Regions from separate parts of the Ovis aries genome. Here region 1 is linked to region 2. Evidence: chromatin contacts called from public Hi-C data. All regions are on one chromosome and are shown on one strand. Each heading gives the region's core, a stretch centred on a gene start, on an enhancer-like site or on the middle of the called end of the contact. The rest is flanking DNA. Distances are from core to core; before and after follow the strand shown. Region 1 overlaps FRMD4A (FERM domain containing 4A). Region 2 overlaps FRMD4A (FERM domain containing 4A).

Region 1 (6,440 bases), core at 1,407-3,906, 300 kb after region 2:
CTGCCTCAGGGGCAGATGGCTGCTGGGAGGATATTTATAGCAGGGACCTAGAAATAACTGTAATAGAAAAGCCTCCTGAGTAACAGAAGACAGGACTTCAGGTAGCTCTGGTCTAGAAGATATTCTTGTTTTTGTCTGAAATTCTGGAGGGCTGCGCATCCCCTAGCACGCGGGAGAGAATAGCCAGTATACTCACAGAGTATGCAAAAGTTAACCCTCGCATAGGTTTGTGCTGCACAGGCCCGATAGACAGGAAGTGGAAACAGGAAGGGAAGAAGTAAGATTAGCAGAAGCATGGGTGAGGCATTTCACACCACGTGCTGAGAGATGCAGGGAGAGAGCCTGAGGACACTCCGGAATCAGCATCATGGTGGTCATCATATCAGGAAGGGGCTGCTTTGCAGGGATGTGCATGGGGCAGGGGCAGGAAACACAGAATGGGGACACAGAGATTGGGGTCTGGGTTCAAATAAGGATGCAATTACCCAGCCCCTCTGTGCTAAAGCCTTCAACAACTGGCCAAGGAGGAGGGAACCAGACTACAATGGACCTGTGTACGATTTGTGATTTTTTTTCTCTGTTTCTAAGTTTATGAGCTGTATCGAGCATACTTTGTTAGCATGGGTTCAGGACTCTGTAGTACATCTTTTGGTTACTGTTATAAATTTTCAAGCTTCAGTTCTCATTACAGAGAAGCACTCAAATTAAAGCACCCAAACCAACACCGAAGTCACCACTCTTGGATCCTGTCAGTGTAGATTGGCAAACCATGAAATGTCTCCAAAGGTCTTAAAAGTATAAGGCATGAATGAGACTGCAAGAAAGAGAGGGAAGGTTGTTCAGATTCCTAAAGGGGCGCTCTTTATGTACTTAATGTCTTAAGTAAGTCATTTTATCTTTTAGAAATCACTAAAAAGCCATCAGGTGGTTCCTGCATACGTGTGTGAATGTATGTATATGTATACAGTAGACAAGGTAGTGCCACCCAGCATTCAAAACAAAACAAAACAAAGCAAAACACTCCTATAAGCGCATGAGAAAATAGCTCCGTGGGAAAACTGCACCGTGTGTGTAAGGATTTTTTTTTTCTAAGAGAACTGATTGAACTGATTTTCCCAATCTTAGTTTTCCTATGAGTGTATCTTTCTTCAATGCCTGCCTCATTCCAATGGGAGAACCAGAGAGGAGCTTGTTTTTTCTTATTTGCCGTCCAGCTAGCATATCATTATGGAGAAGGCGATGGCACCCCACTCTAGTACGCTTGCCTGGAAAATCCCATGGACAGAGGAGCCTGGTAGGCTGCAGTCCATGGGGTCACTACTAGCTGGACACGACTGAGCGACTTCACTTTGACTTTTCACTTTCATGCATTGGAGAAGGAAATGGCAACCCACTCCAGTGTTCTTGCCTGGAGAATCCCAGGGACGGGGGAGCCTGGTGGGCTGCTGTCTATGGGGTCGCACAGAGTCGGACACGACTGAAGTGACTTAGCAGCAGCAGCAGCAGTAGCAGCATATCATTAAGATTTATCACATGCATCTTTAAGTCCTCAACTGGAACTGCCAATGTTATTAACAACCCACACTACTCACTTAGAAGATAATTAACAGACTAGTCCAAGCACAGCTTCTCTAGAAGGTACAACTCTCCACTATTTATAGAAACTTCTCCCCAGTTGTTTTCATCCTCTTAGCAAGTGATGCCTTATATTCAGCTCAATGCCACCTCAGGATCTCCTGATCATGTGTGTGATTAAACCTAAGGAAAAGGTGACTTTTGGTGAAGGAAACGGTAATCCACTTCAGTATTCTTGCCTGGGAAGTCCCATGGACAGAGGAGACTGGTGGGCTACAGACCACGGGGCGGCAAAGAGTTGGACACGACTGAGTGACTGAGCACACGGATGACTTCACATTCCAGACACATTCATCTCTCATACAGCAAGTTCATCAGGCAGGATGTAACTGGTCCAGGGCATCACACCCCAAACCAGGCAGGTTCCTCATGTCTGTTCTGTGCTGCACTTGCTGATGGGGACTCCCGGCCACGGAGACCCAGGAAGAAGACAGTGATTATGTGACTATTCAGCTCTCCATTTCCCTCTTCAAGTTGAATAACGGTAGCCCAACCTGCTTGTGGACAGAGAACATAGGAGTTTACCTGAAACTGCGTAGGACGTTTTGATAGCCTCAGGCACACCCAGTCACACCCCAGTTTGCAGCAATAGGACCAGACAGACTGGGAGCGACTGTGGCCTACCACGGGAATGGACCCTGAAGCCGGCTTTGAGGGGAGATACCAAGGCAGAACACAGACCTGGAGGTGGGTGTGAGATCTCTGACAACAGGGGCCATGTCTGATTCCCACTGTATCTCTAGTACCTGCTCAGAGCCTCGAACATAGTAACCCTCCTTAGAGCTTATCAAGGGCATCAGCAAAGCTGGAGTTTTTCACTGTGATCTCATGGGAGGAATTCAAAGGGAAATCACATGGTATCCAAACAGCTCAGTGGAGGACACTTTCAGGGACCCGGAAGTTAGCAATATCTAGTGATCAGAGGCACTTGGGGGTAGTCTGCATCAGATAGTGGGGTCCTGAGACCAAGCTCAGATTATAAAGGCCTTGGAGAGTGTCTGGTGAGACCAAGGCAGGACAGTAGGAGTGGACTGGTTATCAAGAGCAGGGCAGAGGCCTGCACAGGGAGAAGGATCTGGAAGTTGGAGGAAGCTGAGTCATGAGAGCTGGACTCTGAGATCAGCACCAGAGCAGCAACGTGGTTGACGCAACGTGCTGTTGTGTCCAAGAATGTTTGGCGAGAAACAGAGCTTCCTGCATCACTGCATCACTTCTGTTAAGTTTCCCAGGCCAGGGCCAGAGTCAGGGCCTGGGGAGGGCCATGGGTAAAGAAGAGGAGGTGCAGAGGCTGTGACATGATAGTCCCTGCATTCCTGATCCCGGTCAGGTCAACCTCTCCAGCCACAGCACAACTCAGTAGTTTATGGAAACTGCCTTTCTAGTTGATTTATAATTGTTTTCTTCCCCTCTGCACAAAGTGCATTTAGGTTAAAAACCAGGCGGCATATAAATAAACTAATTGAGATCATAAGCACTAAGATTTTACTGTCCTTTCATAAATTTGAAGTTTTAGAGTCTTCTCAAGGCAGAGGCAATATAAGATTCCAGGCTTTGCCTGTTGCAAAAACTGTGACCCTAAATCTAATAGGGTAAAAGGGAGGTGATAATTACCTAGAGAAATTAATCAAAGAACAACACCTAAATCCTCCAAGGAATCGTGAGGCTCACCTGTCTTCTAAAGAAAACACACACACCTTCACACTTACACCCACTCACACTTACACACACAGTAGAAGTTTTGACTGGACAAGTGGGACCTGATTGTAATCACTGTTTTCTGAAAAAGCAATATGTTTATAGGCAATGAATACATGTCATTGGCTTCAACAATTTTGTAAATATAACCAGAAAAGAAATTAGCAGAGAGCTAAGAGGAGTTTTGACGACGAATCTTGCATTTCATCGTTTAGTAAAATACTAGGTGTTCCCTTAAAATTGCAGGTCGAAGGACTGCCTGGGTGGTCTACGTGGTTGAGACTCTGTGCTCCCAGCGCAGGGGGCACGGGTTTGATCCCTGGTTCAGGAACTAAGTTCCTTCATGCCACAAGGCATGCTCCCTCCTCCCCAAAAAGTATATCTAGGTTTGATATCCTAGAATGTTCAGTCACACTTGCCCTCGAAAGCCTCTCAAAGGCAGCCTTCTTTCCCTCACCGTTCACTGCCACCTAGTGAATTTATGTGGAAAATAAACCAGAGCTAGAAAGGAAATGCTTTTTAAAAGGAAGATGGCTTTAACCATACACTTCAACTGTCAAATTGTAAAGGGTGCCTGGAGCAGGAAGGTGGAAGCTCTTGCCAAAAGGGCTGTGGAGGAGATAATGAAATTCAAACCACTGGAGCAGAACATATAAATGAAGCCGCTGTCCAGTGGAGCCTTCTGGAAAGAGCAGGTTGAGGTCAGCAATTCGTGACAGCACGGGGCTGCCAATCAGGACAGTCTGGCTCAACAGAATCATCTGTTCCTTTGCCCGCCCCTTGGTCGACCCCAAAGGCAGGGACACGTGTCACATTGCCCTATGCACAGATGGAAAGTTAACAATAGAGGAGAAAGGTGTTTGGCATAATGCTGTGGCCGGTGCTATAACTCCAGAGTTTGTGCATGGAAGGCATGAAAACTATGTTAACCAGGCCCCCTGGGGGGATGATCACAGAAGTGGGGGAAGTGTAATCAGAATGGAAATGTAATGATGTGCAGCTTTCCTAACCCCAGCTCTTGCCTTGACCAGCCTCCCTGCAGTGTGAACACAAAAGGCTGCAACCTCCCACATGGAGAGCCAGCCAGGGTAACCATCTACTGTTCATCTACTACTCCTCCATCATTCCACACACACAACTGCAGGCGAGAGGTGCATGGATACCAGTTCAGTGAGTGCTACTGTGTGGCTCAACCTGGTCCTTGTGCTTCAGAATCCACCTTACCTCTCTCTCTACTGGGATCATGAGAGCCCTCAGCCCTGCCCAGATTCTCGGGCCTGCCTAGGTTCTATGAACATGATGGAGAAGTGGATTTTTCCAGCTCAGGTAACAATATTTGTGCAAATTAGAGTTGCTGTGGCAACTGCCATTACAGTGTGTGTGTGTATGCATGCACACACATATCCCTGGTTGTATATGCGTATATACGCTGTATAAACACTAAGAATCTGATGATTGCAAGTCTCTTATTGTCTTCATTGTCTCTGAAGGGTGAGTTTTAATGACTCTGATCATTAAGGAAATTGTGAGGCTGTCTGGCTCAGAAACTAAGAAAAAAAATCCACTGATTTTAATAGTTAAATGAGACCAACATGAAACGCTGAGATTTGCTTTTTTTCACTCAAGAGACCATGGACCATTCCACTCATGACATCTCCCCCAGGCATCCTCCAGAGCAAATAGTTCAGTGTTAAAAGATGCTGCATGCGCTGTTGCCTGTCTCCTCCTAGCCATCACTTTCACACTCAGAGCAGATTTACCCTGATGCAAAAAGGGTGATATTATTATTTTGGCACTAGGCCATTCAGTGATTTGATGCTATTTGTATTGTAATTTACAGCTGTCAATTGAATTTGAATGCTTGCTCGGTCTGTGGGGACCTGAGCTATTAATAGTGCAATGCATAGAGAGTCTAAGCATATCGCTGGGGATCACTGTTTGAATAATTTTATGTGTGTACTTCTCAACATCATCTCCTTCAGCACTGTGCAGCCCATGGGCCAGTGTTGTTTCCTGGATCCATTTCTACAGAATCATTGTTCCTCTAACGCAGCAGGTCAAATCCTTATTCAATACGAAGGAACGAAACAAAGACCACACGTGAAGGTGTTAGCCCATACACAATTCGACATATAATTAAGCACAACTAATATGCTTTCCAAATCACATCTAACTCCTCCAGAGCTTAGTTATACCACACTTCATCCAGAGGTCCGTGGTCCCACACAGGGTAAGTCCAAAGGGCATCAGTGTGAGACCAACACAGGACTCACTCTCCAAGAATCAGTAAAACCAGTAGAACAATAAGATTTGAGGAGTAAAAATGTAAAACTAGAACACTCTAGTGTGCTGTGAATTTGGATCATCTGTGCCTAACTGAGAGAGGCTGTAAAAATAACCCTCACCATCCTGTTCTTGGAGGAAAAAAATAGTGCCAAGCATTCTTAATTAGTACTTCCCCTGGCAGCAGTTTGGGGACTCTGTGACTCCCCAGTCCCCCTAGAGGTAGGAAGCTGACTTCACAGAAATCTTCTAGGCGACTTCGGGAAAAACGAGTCCTTAATCCAACTTTGCAAATAAATAGGTTTTTCGTTATTAGATATTTCCCTCCAAATTTCAAGCAGAGAAATCACACAGAGTAAATTTTAAGCAACCAATTTTGCATAAGGCTCACTCTGCTCAACACGAAAAGAATCGGGAGGACCTGGACTCTGCTGTCCAGGAGTTGGGGACCCAGGAGGGCCTGAGCCAAAAAGGCAATGAAATAAAACAGGACAGCAGCAGGTAATTCCCCATCCATGCAGAGGGGGCGTTAGCAAGACAGCTTGTTCAGATGCACTGCACGTTATTCATTCACTAAAGAACAACAATTTAAAAGAACGACGAATTTAATTCAGATGACCATTATACCTACTGCTGTGGGCAAGAAGCCCTTAGAATAAATGCAGTAGCCCTCATAGTCAACAAAAGAGTCCAAAATGCAGTCCGTGGGTGCAATTTCAAAAACGACAGAATGACCTCTGCTCATTTCCAAGGCAAACCATTCAATATCACAGTAATCCAAGTCTATGCCCCAAACACTTCTTCAGTTCTATGATGAGCTACAAGAC
Region 2 (6,176 bases), core at 3,464-5,963:
GCCCTTCCATAGCTAGGAGCCAGGTTCGCCGTCAGCCTCCAGGAGTAAACTTGAACTTGACCATTTACTTCTATTTTCCTTACCTGTTTCCAATTTTTTTTTACAATGTCACTTGTTTCCATTACATTACTTTCTGTCCTAATCACTGGTAAGTTGGAGTTTTAAAAGATAATTTCTTTTGCTTAGTCGAATAAAAGGCCTTATTTTTCTTTGAAATGGTTATGACAGATCTTCTGAAGACAGCAAGGTGGGGTTTGACATCTCCACCTCCAGAAGGCTGGGGCCGGTGTTCTTAACACTGTGATATTCATGCACATGAAGCCAAATGAAAATCAGATTCTTATGCAGATGAAGCTTATGGGGTTTTTTTCAAGATGACACATGCTGAAATTATTTAAGTTTGCATTCAGTAAGTCTTTACAAGTTGATTCTGGAGTTTATTCAATTCCCTAATTAGATAAGGCACTTGTACTTGTCTTGGGATCAGCTGTACTGAGGGAGCCGGGATGACAGGGAGAAGGAAATGACTGGCACCAGAGCCTTGGAGGGGAGGACGCTCTGAGTGAGGGGTGACAACTCCTGGGGGGGCCTCATGGAAACTGGGTACCTGCCTCGTGGAAACTGGGGGCACCTGCCTTGTGGAAACTGGAGGCACCAAGAGGGAGTGGAAGGCGAAATGAGAAAAAAACAAGTGCTGTGGTCTTTCAGAACAGCATTAAGATGCGATGGAAGGAGTCACGGGGAGGGAGCCAAGAGCCCCGTAATCTGCGCCCAGGGCTGTGTGATTCCGGACAAGTCATGCTGGGCTTCTGCTTGCCAGACTATAGAAGACAGCAGCACGCCATCAGCAGTTCCCCACCTAAAATATCTGCTGCTTTCAAATACTGGAACCTAATTCAGATTAAGAGCTTCCTGGTGGTAAAGAATCTGCCTGCATGCAGATCCCTGGGCTGGGAAAATCTACTGGAGAAGGAAATGGCAACCCACTCCAGTATTCTTGCCTGGAGAATTCTATGGACAGAGGAGGTGACGGGCTACAGTCCACGGGGTTGCAAAAGAGTCGGACATGACTTCGAGAGTAAACGATAAACACAGTAAAACCAACACACCAACACCGCATAAGACAAACAACATGTTTGTGTAGGCTAGGGTAAATCCACGGCATCCCACTTTGCAACCTCTGGTCTACAGCTAAGTAAACAACAGCTTTGACCATTTCACAGATATGCACAGAGGCTGTTGTGATGAATACAACACAGATTCAGTTAAATTTGTGACTAACTCCAGAGTAACTTTAGATATTAGTATATATTTTCAATCCACAGATATTAGTCCTACAATTACCATCATGAAAGGTCTACCAAATTTCTGGAAATGACAACACCATCTTCATTTGTGTGAAGCCTGGGAATGAACAGGCTGGCTGATTACCCCTTTCCCCTACTGAAAATACAAAGCACTTGCCTCCTGCTTTTGGACCAAGCGTTTTAGGTCATGAAGGTCTCCATAAAGCGTCTGCAGCAGTCTCAGAGAAACTGGGAAGCTGCGCCCCTTTCACTCTCCTAATAACAAAGACTTGAAATGCGGTAGCAAATTCTACTTCTCAAAGCAAAACACAGTTGTCTCTCTGTATTGGCAGGGGATTGGTTCCAGGACCCCCTCCCCAAGGGTATCCCTTGGATGCTCAAGTCTCTGATATAAAATGGTGCACTACAGTCAGTACATATCAGGGTTTTACATCTGATCCATGCATATGGAGAACTGACTGCAAGTTAAATGTTATGTCATTTAAAAGTCTCCATCCCTTGTAAAAGGTTCTTGGCGATGGATAGTCAGAATAGCAAAATCAGAAGGAAAGAAGGCAGACAGATGGAAGGGAAGGGAAAGGAAGGCAGGTGGGGGAGGGGAGGGTGACAAAGGCTCAGAACGGGCTTTGGGGCAGGGGGTTGGGGACAGCAAAGCCAGATTATCTGGGAGACTTGCTGTACTGTGCTTACTTGCTCAGTGTGTCTGACTCTGCGACCACATGGACTGTAGCCTGCCAAGCTCCTCTGTCCATGGGATTCTCTAGGCAAGAACACTGGAGTGGGTTGCCATGTTCTCCTCTAGGGGATGTCCCCAGCCCAGGAATCGACCTGGGGTCTCCTGCATTGCAGGTGGATTCTTTACCAGCTGAGCTACCAGGGAAGCCCAGAGACCTGCAAAGGTGGCCTATTACAAATCAATTCTGCCTCTATACCTGTGTCCAAACTATTCCTCTCACCCCAGAACAATCCTGCTGCAGATCCCAGCTCACTCCTGCTCTCTCTCGCCTTGCTCAGTCATGACATGTTTTCATTGACTCTGCGGACGGTCCCCACAGAGGATCTCCTCTCCTGGGCTCCTGTGACACCCTCTGCTTATTGTGTGGCCCCGGTCCTGTGATTCCCTGTTCCCTGAGATGCCTTCTCACTAGGCTGCTGACTTATTAAGTGCTGGGACCCAATCTCATTCACTTTTGCATTCCCAGCACTAATCCAGGACCTGGCACCAACATGTACCATTTTTTAAAATTTTATTTCTTTATATTCTTATTATTTTCCATTATGGCTTATCACAGGATTTTGAGTATAGTTCCCTGTGCTATATAGTAGGACCTTGCTGTTTATCCATGCTAAATGTAACAATTTGTATCTGGGGTATCCTGGTAGCTCAGACAGTGAATAATCTACCTATAATGCAGGAGACCCAGGTTTGATCCCTGGGTTGGGAAGATGCCCTGGAGAAGGGAATGGCTACCCACTCCAGCATTCCTTTTTTTAGATATATATATATATATATATATATATATATATATATATATATTTTTTTTTTTTTTTTTTTAAATTTTTGGCTGTGCTGGGTCTTTGCTGCTGCATGAGTTTTTCTCTAGTTGCAAGAGCAGGGGCAACTCTCTAGTTGCAGCTCGCAAGCTTCTCATTGCACTGGCGTCTCTTGTTTGGAGCACGGGCTCTGGGGTGCGAGAGCTTCAGTAGGTACTGCACCACATGGGCTCAGCAGTTGCGGCTCCTGAGCGCTGCACAGGCTCAGCAGCTGTGGTGCACTGGCTTAGTTACTCTGCAGCATAAGGGATCTTCCCAGATCCGGGGTCGAACCCATGCCTCCTACACTGGCAGGCAGATTCTTTACCACTGAGCCACCAGGGAAACCCTACTCCAGCATTCTTGCCTGGAGAATTCCGTGGACAGAGGAGTTTGGAGGATTCCGTGGACAGAGGAGTCTGGCAGGGTACCAAACCCCAGGTCCCAGTCTATCCCTCTCCCTTCCTGCCTCCCCCTTGGCAGCCACAAGTCTGTCCTCTATGTCTTGTGAGTCTGTTTCTGTTCCACAGATGAGCTCCTTTTGTGTCACAGCTTAGATTTCACATAAAAGTGATATATATGGCCCTTGTCTTCCTTTTTCTGAGTTACTTCACATAGTATGATAATCTCTAGTTTCATCCATATTGCTGCAAATAGCATTATTTTGTCCTTTTTATGGCTGAATAGTATTCCACTGTATATATAACATGTAAGTTTCTATGAGTGAAAAGGTCTGATTTTCAACTGTTCTCCTCTCCATACACCACTGTTGGGAGTTCTTATTGGACAGTGAAATGAGTGACAAAGACATGTGGGAGGGAGGAAAAAAAAAATAAATGATTTCCCAGACCATTTATAATGTTTAGGGGTCCTTACACTCCACACGGGCCCCTGCCCCTCTACCCCTTCTCTCAGTGTGAACATGCAAAGCTGTTCACAGAGATATGCTGATGACTTTGAATCCTAGAGCCAGGAGAGCAGCAGAGGCTTCTGGAATTTGCCAGTGAGTGACCTTAGTTCTGTAATAATTATGAACCTAAAGCTGTTGGGTCTGAAATAACTTGATTTTCAAAACAATGCCTTATGTCTCGATCCCAGTCATTTTAATACTTGACAATTAAGGAGTGAAGACATTCTGTCCCACCTCCTCCCGATTTTTTCTTCAACAGCATATTAAGCAAAACATTACAATTCCCTTTCCAGCTCTCTAATGATGAGAAACTGAAATGAGAGGGCAAGTGTTATGCCTTTTGAGGTAGCATTTGTTCTCTGGCTTCACAAGAGACAGGAAGGTGGAGGAAATAACTATATTCTGAGGTGGAGGGGAAAAAAAAATCACTTCTCTTTGACAGAAACTGGAAAGCAGTTTCCTGTTAACCTTTATCACCAAGAAACAGCCTGGGAAACCCGGTGAGTTCCAGGGCTGTCTTATTATTGTTCTGTAATCCTGGATATTTAATTCATCCTGGACTTTCCATCTGTGCTAGGGAGCTGGTGAGTCAACAGTGCCCAGAGGAAAACAGACCTTGGACATCTCAATCCCACGCCAAGGCCCAGCACACGCTCGGAGAGAACTTCTAGGGAAATGGGGAAGGTTGACAGTGTCTGTTCAAAGTGGAGATCCCAGTTCTGTTCTTTTGGGCTTTCCTGGTGGCTCAGATGGTAAAGAATCTGCCTGCAATGCAGGAGACCTGGGTTTGATCCCTGGGTTGGGAAGATCCCCTGGAGAAGGGAATGGCTACCCATTCCAGTATTCTTGCCTGGGAAATCCCATGGATAGAGAAGCCTGGCAAGCTACAGTCCACGGGGTGGCAGAGTCCGGCACAGCTGAGCGACTAACACTTATCTGCTCTGGTTTTTCCTGAGAACTTTGTAAAAGGTCCTCCTTTGAGGCTCTAGATGGCGATGTTGCACTTCCTTACCTACCAGTGCGGACTGTCAGTGTTAGAGCGGGTTCACAAAAAACATTCCAGGTCTCCGGGTAAACCTAAGGAAACGGATGACGTCTCTCGTATTCAGAGGGTCTGTGTGGATGATTCCAAGTCTGATTCTGTATTAACCGAGGGGTCTGGATGCCTTGACATCTGGGGTCTTGCTTACCCTGTGGGCAATCCAATGCCTACAACCCCTTTCCTCGCCTGCCCCGGGAATTTCACACTCCAGGCTGCTATTCACCTTAATTATCTCAGAGCCAAGAAGTGGATAAATTGGGAGAGTCCACATACCCCCAGAGGCTGCTGAAGTTATTCAAACTAGCCAGTCCTAAGCCTGCTTATGGCGCCCGATCTATTCCTGCAGAAACCACAGTAACGGCTCTTGCCCACAGATATCTCACTCCCTCTGCTTCCTGGCTGAGCCCGGGGCTTCCCCAGGTGCTTTACTCTGCTGGGAACCTCTCCTCTTGGGAATCAACTAGCAGCCTCTCTTTTCAATGTTAGTCATTTCCTTATCTGTTGGCCCCAAGTACCTGAATAATAATAAGGCCTACACTCTAAAACAGGTTCTTCATGGGAACTTCCCTGGTGGTTTGGAGATTAAGAATCTGCCTTCCAATGCAGGGGATGCAGGTTTAACCCCTGGTTGGAAACCTAAGATCCCACATGCTTTGGGACAACTAAGCCAGTGAACCACAACCAGAGAAACCCACATGCCATAACAAAGATCCCACGTGCTGCAACTAAGACCCAATGCAGCCAAATAAATAAATATTTTTTCAAAAAACCTAAAACAGGTTCTTCAGCACATTTAATAGGGCTGAATCTTTTTCTTTATTCTCCCATGCGGTGCAGCTTGTGACATCTTAGTTCCCTGCCCAGGCACTGAACCCAGGCCCCGGGCAGTGAAAGCACCAAGTCCTAACCACTGGACTGCCAGGGAATTCCCAGTAGGACTGAATCACAGGGCTTCTTTTTGAGTCAAAGGAAACAGTGCTCTGGGCCACAGGCAAACCTGGCTCAGTACCATGACTGATGCCACACACAACCTGACCCAGATGATGCTAGTCTGAGGATATTTTATCAGATGGTCTGAAGTAGGAATATGTATGTGCTACGCTAGTACATGTCTGAGTGTATTCAATACTCAAGGCTCTGGAGCCTTCGGGGAGTCTGGTCCCCTTAACCTGTAGAAGCCTCAGGTGGCGGCAGACTGAACACCACTCTGCAGGATGACATCAGCTAGGGGCTCCTACGGGCCCCCTCGCTCCTCCTCTTCCCTCTCACATCCCCACTTGGCACTTGGGAATCACTGACTATTTACGGCAAGTGTTAATTAAATGGCCCAATGATTTCATTTCGTCATGAACACAAATGTCACATTTGGAAAGCTGGCTTTTGG

The links. Hi-C and Micro-C count contacts between places; a contact is called where the count stands out from the background.
Region 1: a Hi-C map of hypothalamus shows a contact between it and region 2, with 9 times the contacts expected there. The contact joins two enhancer-like sites. A contact is called at or near these places in 8 of 16 Hi-C or Micro-C datasets (hypothalamus, liver, mesenteric adipose tissue and 4 more).

Annotation. Positions count from the first base shown.
Region 1 is chr13:28,138,050-28,144,489 of ARS-UI_Ramb_v3.0, forward strand. All of the region lies in intron 2 of FRMD4A (FERM domain containing 4A), which reads right to left. Among named protein-coding and RNA genes, the nearest start is that of TRNAE-CUC, 140 kb to the left of the region's middle. Within about 2 kb of position 2,657, at least 8 of the 54 cell types and tissues checked have an H3K27ac peak or open chromatin away from gene starts, as enhancers often do.
Region 2 is chr13:27,832,103-27,838,278 of ARS-UI_Ramb_v3.0, forward strand. The region is part of intron 5 of FRMD4A (FERM domain containing 4A); the gene reads right to left. Among named protein-coding and RNA genes, the nearest start is that of TRNAE-CUC, 170 kb to the right of the region's middle. Within about 2 kb of position 4,714, at least 11 of the 54 cell types and tissues checked have an H3K27ac peak or open chromatin away from gene starts, as enhancers often do.